2 separate regions of the Sus scrofa genome follow, and region 2 is linked to region 1. The links are chromatin contacts, called in public promoter capture Hi-C maps. All regions are on one chromosome and are shown on one strand. The core of a region is the stretch at or near the end of the contact, and the rest is flanking DNA. Distances in the headings are between cores, read along the strand shown. Region 1 holds the start of RASL11B (ras-like protein family member 11B). Region 2 holds the start of PDGFRA (platelet-derived growth factor receptor alpha).

The links. Promoter capture Hi-C pulls out the DNA fragments that hold promoters and counts their contacts.
Region 2: a contact with region 1 is called in a promoter capture Hi-C map of fetal skeletal muscle, with 6 times the contacts expected there. The contact joins the promoter of PDGFRA here to the promoter of RASL11B in region 1. A contact is called at or near these places in 1 of 5 promoter capture datasets (fetal skeletal muscle) and 1 of 47 Hi-C or Micro-C datasets (embryonic fibroblasts).

Annotation. Positions count from the first base shown.
Region 1 is chr8:39,701,442-39,706,110 of Sscrofa11.1, forward strand. It overlaps RASL11B (ras-like protein family member 11B), which reads left to right and starts at 1,958. Exons shown (of 4, transcript XM_003128970.4): 1 at 1,958-2,291; 2 at 2,934-2,990; 3 at 4,334-4,410. The coding sequence starts at 2,150.
Region 2 is chr8:40,963,998-40,968,666 of Sscrofa11.1, forward strand. PDGFRA (platelet-derived growth factor receptor alpha) reads left to right here and starts at 2,571. Exons shown (of 24, transcript NM_001315756.1): 1 at 2,571-2,684.

The DNA.
Region 1 (4,669 bases), core at 708-3,207:
TCTAATTGGAGCTGTAGCCACCAGCCTAGGCCACAGCCACTGCAATGCCAGATCCGAGCCAAATCTGTGACCTACCCCACAGCTCATGGCACCACCAGATCCTTAACCCACTGAGCGAGGCCAGGGATCAAACCCGCAACCTCATGGTTCCTAGTTGGATTCGTTAACCACTGAGCCAAGACGGGAACTCCGAGGTTACTCTTCTATTTCCTCCTTGGTTTTCTGCAAACACCTAAACTGTGATAGGCCAGAGAGTTCATCGCAGCGCCTAAACTGGGTCAGCATCGTAAATTTTATTAAATACCTGGTCAGTTAAGTCAAGGCTAGAAAAGAGAGTCCAAACTAAATGCCTGACCTGGGAAGAAGGGAACTGGTTTACTTTTACCCTTCAACCTTTAATGTGGGCGTGGGCACAATGCCACAGCGTTTGTTGTCATGTGCCTCTGGGATAAAAGCCGCTGGAGGAGTTCCCGTCATGGCGCAGTGGTTAACGAATCCGACTAGGAACCAGAAGGTTGCGGGTTCGGTCCCTGCCCTTGCTCAGCGGGTTAACGATCCGGCATTGTCGTGAGCTGTGGTGTAGATTGCAGACGCGGCTTGGATCCCGAGTTGCTGTGGCTCTGGCGTAGGCCGGTGGCTGCAGCTCCGATTCAACCCCTAGCCTGGGAACCTCCATATGCCGCGGGAGCGGCCCAAGAAGTAGCAAAAAGCCAAAAAAAAAAAAAAAAAGCCCCTGGAACTTTAGGGGCCCACCCAGTTAGGTGGGTGGGCAGGAGGGAGAGTAAGAGGGGGAATGGAGGGGGGGTCAGCCTGAGTGTCTGGTGACATTCTGCAGTCAGTTTCGGCTACAGAATGTTGCTTGGATGGAGAATTCAGCCCACTATTGAAGATGTCTTTGGTAAGAATGTAAGGGGCTGGAGCTCGGGATTTTATGAGCGCAAGTTGGCATCAAGTCACTTAACCAACCTTGCCATTCCTGATGGCCAGAGACTAAGTGCATACCCTTTGGAATGTCTGCTTCCCAATCCAGTCAGTACACAGAGACAGCTGGGCTGTTTCTTTCCTTTTCACAGATCTTGGAGGAGGTGTGACTGTGTGTGAGGCTGCTAGAAAGCTTGTTCCATAATTACTTCTAGATTTGCCTCTGAGTGTGCCGTACACGCACTCGACCGCACGCGTGTTCACGTGAGCTTGTCAAAGGGTGAGTGATCCGCCACCTTGCCAACAAGAGCTAGAGCAAAATGGGTGACGTTATTTTCCCCCAAAGCCACATTTCAGGGGAATGGGTAAGGGGTTTTTGTTACTGATGGCCACTGCAGTCAAATCTATAATTGGGCATGCCATCCTGGCCGCACGTACCCAAGTCAGTGCCCCCAATTAAGGAAACAGGCGCGAAGCCGGGGAGCAGGACGGGCGACCTCAAGCGCTCATACCCTAGAGGCCCCCCAGCCCCCTGGGCGCAGCTCCCCTGAGGGTGGAGGGCGCGGGGCAGAGAGGTCTGCTGGCTGCAGGGAGTAGGCGGGAGGGCTGGGCATCCAGGCGGGTGCAGATGGCTGGTAATGCTCATGGGGGGCCCCGGGCCGCGCTCTCCCGGGCGGTCAGGCAGGTAGACTGGCGGACAGGCAGCTCCCCCACGGCCGCCCCCAGTTTCCTGGAACCGAGGCGCCCCCAACTCCGAAGCCACAGCATCTGCCCTGTGCCGGCGCAGCAGGACCCCAGCCTGCGCCCAGCGCTTCTCTCCCGTCTCCGCCTTTGGCTGCGCCGCCGGCTCCAGCCCACATGCTGCCCCCCTCCCGGGCCGGCTGCCCCATTTTCCCCTCGCCTCACGAGGCCGGGCACCGGCTCCTGGCGACCCTAAGGGCGCCGCGCGCGGGGAGAGGCGCCGGGGGCGGGGCCTTGCGCAAGGCGCCCGGGGATTGGCCACGGGAGGAAAGGGGCGGAGCCGGCCCCGGACAAAACGGCGCGCGCGCAGCCGGAGTGCAGTCCCAGCCTGGAACCTGAGCCCTCCGGAGACGTATTACGCGCGGGTTCTGGTACCTTTTTATCGCGGACTCCCCTGCTCTGTCTTCCCGCCTGCTCCCTCGTAGCGCGAGCCTCTTCCCGACCCGCAGGTCCGGTCCCGCGCGGTGCAGTCCCCGCCGAAGCGGCGATGCGCCTTATTCAGAACATGTGTACCATCTCCGAGTACCCCGCCCCGGGCAGCGCAGCCGCCGCCGATTGCTGCTTAGGGGCGGCGGGCCGCCGCCTGGTCAAGATCGCCGTGGTTGGGGCCAGTGGCGTGGGCAAGACCGGTGAGTCCTCGCGCTCCGGCGAGAACCCGTTTAACTCCCCCGCTGGAGGTGGGCGGCCCCCGCTGGGAGTCGCGGTTAATCGAGGCGTGGTGGAGAGAAGGGAGCTGCCACCGGACCGCTCGCTCTCTCCTATTGACCCGCTGCCCCTCGGGAGGGACCTTAGCTATCGTCCTTTCCAACCCCTTCCTTAATCATATGAGGGAAACAAATTGATCCTGAATGGCCAGACAACCCTCTATACCACCCGCACGATCGGCATTCGAATTTTTGGGTTCTTGAGCCTCTGGCAGAGCCTGGCACAGAAAGGGGAGTTAGTGAATGTTAATCCCCTCCTGGAGATCTTTAAGGTTGGGAAAGACGTTTGTCTGCGGGAAGGCTTAGGTGGGGCTCGGCCGGGCTCAGGGGATGGGGGTTGGGACCAAATGACCCTTCCAGCTGGACAGGGCCATAACTCACGATGCCTTTAGCCCCCTCTCCGTTGTGTCTGGAAGAAGGGTCAAGGAGCTGCAGGGTAGGAATTTCATTTGGTGGCCGGCTGGCTTTCTCTGAGAATTGTTTTTTAGGCTGGGGGGTGGGGTGGAGACTAGCCTAACTTCTTGGGCCAAGGTTAACCCTCTTTGCTTTCTCTTTTCTGACCTGCAGCTCTGGTCGTCCGGTTCCTCACCAAACGATTCATTGGTGACTATGAAAGAAATGCAGGTGAGGAAATAAATTTGTTTGAGGAAAATGCTGTCAGCTTGCACCAATACTGCTGTTCCCATTTATGTGTGTGTGTGTGTGTGTGTGTGTCACTATGGGCAGGGTCCTTCAGAGTGACAGTCTGAGCCCCGGGATCCTGCCACCTCCAACTTCACTTGCCCCCTCCCATACTCCACCCCCCACCCCCATAACTGCCATCTGGCCTCATTCCATTCCAAGCCCATTCATCATTTTATCAAGTGCCTGAAAGTATTCCCCTTGGTATGTTTTAACTATAGGGACCCCAGCTGGAAGCACCCTTTGTACTCAAGAGCCTCTCCCTTCAAAACACTCCTGCAAAAGTCATAAAAAAAAAAAAAAAAAAAAAAAAGATGGCCAGCTCCTACCCCCACCCCACCCCTCGCCCTCACTGCTGGCTGCCTTTCAGAGGTGACCTTTGAAAGCAAAGGCCAAAAGAGAGCAGTTGTAAACCCAAAGTTCTCTTCTCGTCACAAAGAAAAGTAACTTGATGGTAAAATTTTAGAAGGAGAGTTCCTGAATTAATGAGAGGACAGGATTTCAATCCCTGCGATTAAGAATATCTACTGGGGAGGCTTAAGAGCTTTCTACCTATGCTCTGTTAGCAAATTGCTTAATTCCTTAGACCATATGAAGTACCTTTGGGGGATTATTTGAAATGCACTATATAAAGCATCTCAAGATAAGGCATGACAGCCCTCTGCTTTGATGTAGAGTCAGCTATGTTATGTCACACTTTTATTGCAATTGATAATGTTGGCTGTACATTGACTAACAATATTTGCCCACCAAGCCATTATATCTAATAACTAAAATATAAAATTTATGCCAAAGAGTGATCAGTACTAAAATGAAACAGAATCTCACACATGCTGAACAAGGGAATTTTTTTCAAGGAAATTCTCTAATTGTGGATACTTCATTTAAAATTAAACAACTAAGTTTCCAAAAACTTACATGCTTTGTCCTAGTTTTAATAAATCTGCTAATACGGGGTTAAAATGGCAGTTGTTTTTAAAAGACCTGAAATAAGCCCATGAAATAGAAGAACCTATAGCTTATTTTTGTGCATTGGTTTAAGTCATATTTTCTAAGTTAAAAAAAATATCCCACAGGGATTTAAAACATTGTGGTGCAGTGGGTTAAGGATCTGGTGGTGGCACTGCAGTGGGTTCCTGCTGTGGCATGGGTTTGATCCCTGGCCCAGGAACTTATCCGTGCTGCAGGAGTGGCCAAAACAGAAAAAAAGAAAGAAAAAAAAAACAGCCACAATATTTTAAAAGTTGTACAGGAAGGAAGAACATAATTTTTTTTTTCCTTCCTAGGTAATCTCTATACCAGACAAGTCCAAATAGAAGGCGAAACCCTGGCTATTCAGGTTCAAGACACTCCAGGTATTCAGGTGAGAAGCTCTGAGATATGTGACTTGGTCAGAGGTGGTCTGCTTGGCTGTGGACTTGTTCATTTGTCTTCAGGGTACCTCACGCAAAGGAGGAGAGAAACTTGGGGAGTCAGGTCTCTGCTTTTATATGCTTGTCATTTCAGTTGTATCTGGCTCATGGTCAGTCTGAGCCTGGCTCAGTTTGGGAGACTTGGCTAAGGGGCAGAAATCTTCTCTTGGGAGGATTCTCCCCAGCAAGAGAGACCAAACCAAACACACT
Region 2 (4,669 bases), core at 1,321-3,820, 1.3 Mb after region 1:
TTGCGGCTCCAGGACCACCCAGGATCCCGGGCGTCGGGGGAGCAATCTGGAAGGATCTTAGAACAACACCAGGAGATCGAAACTCTGCTCGCCCCACCTCCCCGCGACGCCCAGGGCGGACTGTTGCGAGCAGACCAAACCTCTCCAAGCTTCGGCCGGGCGGCGGAGGGCGGACAGCAGGATTCAAACCCGCCTATGAGTAGTGGGAGTGGCGGGTGGGCAGGACTCGTTTTAAGGAACAGACCGCCTCTTTTCCAGGGCCTGCGGCCCCGAGGTTGCTTCTGACCACTGGGTTTATTTTGCTTTTGCAGGCGAGGCAGCTGTTGACCTCTCTCCATCTTTGCTCGGGCCAGACTCTGCGAAATCTTCCCCCAACCATTTGCTTCCCTGCGCCACCCCCCACCGGTGCTCAGTTCCCGGGAGTCTACTCCCCAGGCCTTTAAACCTTCTGGAATGTCACACATGGAAACCTTTAGCAAATGTTTGTTAATGATCATAACAAAGGCATCATTCAAATTAGGCAGGTAATTACTACCAGAAGGACAACTGGGTGCTCACTTGCTCATCCATTCTCTCTGCTTTTAAACTCGGAGGAATTACGGCCGAACCCCCCCCCCCCCGCTTTCCCCCAGCGCCCAGTCCGCTATCCGAGCCCCTTTAAGCGACTCTGAAATGAACTGTGAAGTTACCATTTGCGGGCGCGGAGCGCTGGGGCCCTGCGTTCAGGAGACCCCGGCGTGACCGGGCTGGCAGTTTAGCAGCGGCAAAGCAGGCCTTCCTGGGTAGGCTCGCCTCGCCTTCTACCCTTTTGGGCACTTGGTATAAAAACTTAGATCTCAGCCTGACTTTATTAATAGCTTAAAGTCGGCAGCCGCTTTTCCCATATTATTCCGCAATCGGATTTGGGGGGGGGGGCTTTAGTCCCCCGTTCGTTATCTACAAACATTACGGTATCCTGTTAGCATTCCGAACAAGGGGCTGTTCATACATTCGCCTTCAATGATTTCCTGAAGGAACATGTGGAAGTAATAGTGAGCAGCGCAGTCACCCGGACTGAAGATGCACGAGAGGCGGTTGAGCAGAAGGGCTGGGGGTATGAGGCCCCAAGCCCAGCCTCATGCCGTCTTCCCGAGCCTGACCCCCCCAGGAACCGGTCCCAGTTCAACACAGCACCCCTTACAGTACTTTTCTGTGACCATTCCCGAAGGCTGCTATTCACCCTCCTGATGAGGGAGGTGATGGCTGTCTCACGTCCCAGTCTGAACCAGGCTGCCCTAGCCATTCTCAGAAGCGGGGGTGGGTGGAAGAGGGAGATCAGGGGAGTAGAGATAAAGGATGAGTCCCTTTACCCAACAAGAAAATTCAAAATTAGAGAAGGCGGGGAAGGTGAGTGTGTTCCCCTCCCCCCCGCCCCGGCTCGGAAGCCCCACTCCATCCAGGTCTGGTTCCTGGAGCGTCAGCGCCCCCTTTCCTTCGCGAGCAGGATCGCTCGCTCTCGGTGCCTTCCCTTGCCTCGCTCCCCGCCCCATAATTTGGGGCTCTGCTCTCAACCCTAGGGCATTGGTACCGTCCTACCCACAAGGCAGGAGGGAGCGCTGGGGGAGTCAAATTGCACCCTCCCCCCTTGAACGCAGAGGTGGCAGGCTGGCTGTAGACGATTCTCCAAACGCTCAAGCTTGAGCCTTTTTGTGTGCGTGATAGAAGCCAGGACAACCTCGCCCAGATAACCATGAAAACAAAGACATGACAAGATAAGTGCGCCGAGGGAGTAAAGGTCGTTCTGTCGGAGAACGTTCCAAACCTACGCAGACCCTCGACTCTTTGTACCCTCCTTCATACCCGTTTAAACACACACACGCACACGCGCGCGCACACACACACACACACGCACAAACCCCCAAAACACCCATCATCTTCATATTAGACTCAACAGTTTGCCTAATCCCATTAAAGGATTAGCAACCGCACGGCACTTTCCCTGAAAGACCCCAGGTTCAAAATCACACAACCGCTTGGAAACCTCTCCTGATGGCCCCATTTATTGTTGGGCTAGGAATTTCTCCAGAAGGGACACTTCTTGATTCCAGATTTATATTCTCTCTGAGCATTAACTGCTATTTTACGTGTACTTTTTCTTCCTTTCGAAGGCAATACAAAGCAACATAGCAGCGTAAGAAAATATCCCTCAAATCTGGAGGCAAACTCATTCTGGAAATGATGGGCAGTGTGTATTTTCACGAACCTCTTTCCCGGCAGACCGTCAACACCTCCCCCTTCCACCACCCCACCCCATCTGGTCTGCTTCTCCCCGCCCCCCAGTTGTTGTCGAAGTCTGGGGATTGGGGCTGGACCCCCTGATTGAGTAAAAGCGAAAAGCCAAGGCACAATCTGGAGGCTGGAAGATTCTGAGCGCACGGAGTTCGAGAGAAACTTTTATTTTGAAGAGGCCAAGGGGAGGGGGGGGCTTCATTTCCTGACAGCTATTTACTTAGAGCAAATGATTAGTTTTAGAAGGATGGACTATAACATTGAATCAATTACAAAACGCGGCTTTTGAGCCCATTACAGTTGGAGCTAGAGGGAGAGAAACAGAGAAGGGGACTCCAGGACAAAACTGAAGGCCGTGGACATACTTTTTGCTCCATGTGTAGGATTTTCATTGCGAATTGACATAGGAGGAGAAGGTAAGGGAGGAGAAAAAGAATTTTTTGTTTCCAAGAGAAGTCCCTGATCAGGCTCTTTGGGCTAGAAGTGAATAACTTCACTCAAACCTTGGGCGATGAGGAAAAAAAAATTGGAGTCGAATTCCAATTGTGTGTCCAGAGAGTAATTTATTTTGAATAAACTTCACTTGGAGGGAAGATAACCATAGAGTTCGAAAGTCTAGGGATTAAAAACAAAACAAAACAAAACACATTTTCCAGACCTATTTTTAAAAGCAAAAGTTGTTTTTCTAACAACTCTCTGGCCTTCCAAAGAAATTGTTTAGGCTTACATTTTTGAGGTTTCTTTGGGGGTTGGGGGTGGTATTCGTGTATACTGGGACGAGCACCAAGTAATGCTGGGAGTAGGGGCAGAGGTGTTTGCCCTCTTCTTGGCAGTGGGTCCTGGAAGGCGACAGGTTTTTAATGAGTATTTTCATTCCTCGCCCGCGGTTTGGCGGGACAACGCTGCAGCCGGTGGTGTGGAGAGCGGCTCGGGGACCGAGGGAGGTGGGGAGCAAAGAGCGCAGAGTGAGGCGCGGAAGGGGTTGAGGAGGAGGAAGGCGTGAAGGGCTCGGCTGGAGAGGGCCGGACCTTGGGTGCCCGCCGGGTGCACATGGCGCCGACCCAAAGCGCGTAATTACTGGACGGCGCTGCGCCCGGTGTGAGCCTGGGCCAGACTCAGCACAACCGTGGCGACTGCGAGACAAGCAGAGGGGGCGCGGATTTGGGGAGCTCCCCAGTGGTTTGGTAGGATCAGTGAACTGCGAGGGAGAACGGGCGCCAGCCCCGCAGAGCGCTAGGGTTGTGCGCCCTAGCGCGGGGGCGACGGCGGCGCGGGCGGGCCGGCAGGCAGGCAGGCGGTCTGGAGTAATGACAAACACATTTGGCCCCGAGTGAAGAAGTCGTCGTCGCCTCGCATTCCAGCAACTGGGGTTTGAGGAATTTCGAACTGCACTCCAAGGGGCCCTCATTGTGCGCAGTGGTCCCCACCCCCACCCATCTCTGCGCGCCCCCTTCCTCCGCGGAACGGTTCCTGCACAGCCCAGGGCTCTGCTGCTGCCGAGTCCTGGCCGCAGGAAGGAAAGAAGGAAGGTCGCCAAAAAAAGTGCAGAACTTCTTGTGGGGGAAGTTAGGGACAACTCGGAACGGAGAAACTTGTTTCCCAGGTAAGACAGGAAGGTGGGAGGCGAACTGTCCTTGTTACTTTCCTGGTGCACCCGAGCCCTGCACCCCCCCCTTGCGTGGCACTTTCCGCGCAGGGACGCGTGGCAATCGCTGCCCGCACTCGTCCTGCGCTGCTTCACACTCTTCAGGGTCCCTTGTATCTATTCCACTCCCTGTGCCGGCTTCTCTGCCCGCTTCAGAGCCGTCTCATCGCGCCCCTCCTTCTTCCACCGACTATCCCCATGGAAATCGGCTTTTATACGTGAGATTAACTTCGGCAGGCAGCGCCAGGGGAGCGGGCGGTGTCCCCTTGGCTCAGAAACAACTGGAATCAGCGGTTCTGTTCGGAAAGGGTCTCGGCCAACTCAGACCGAGAGGGAGTGTGGCTCGACCGGAGTACCGCCGCCTCAGGGGGCCAGGAATCTCCGCTACCTGGCCAGGTGTGAAGGAGCTGCCGGTGGCCTGGCCATGCGTCTCAGCCGTGGAGGAAGCGCTGGGCTGCCTGCCCGCTGTCTGTCTCCGCCACAGCCAGAGCGCCCGGACCTGCCAGACCCTCAGGTTGTGTAGAAAGAGCGCCTGGGAGAGCAAGCCACTTACTCGATCGCCAAGGGTGAGAGGCAAACCGGAGCTAGAGAGGGAGCGTGAATGACCCTTAGGTCCGGATTGCCCTGTGCCGCGCCTGGAAAAGCCCTGGGCTGCGCTGTGTGGGAAATGGCTTTTTGGCTCCGCGACCGAATTGCTCAACGTTTTGGACCGACTTGTCTCGCCTCACGGTTGCTCTCCAACAGAACTAGGCAGCT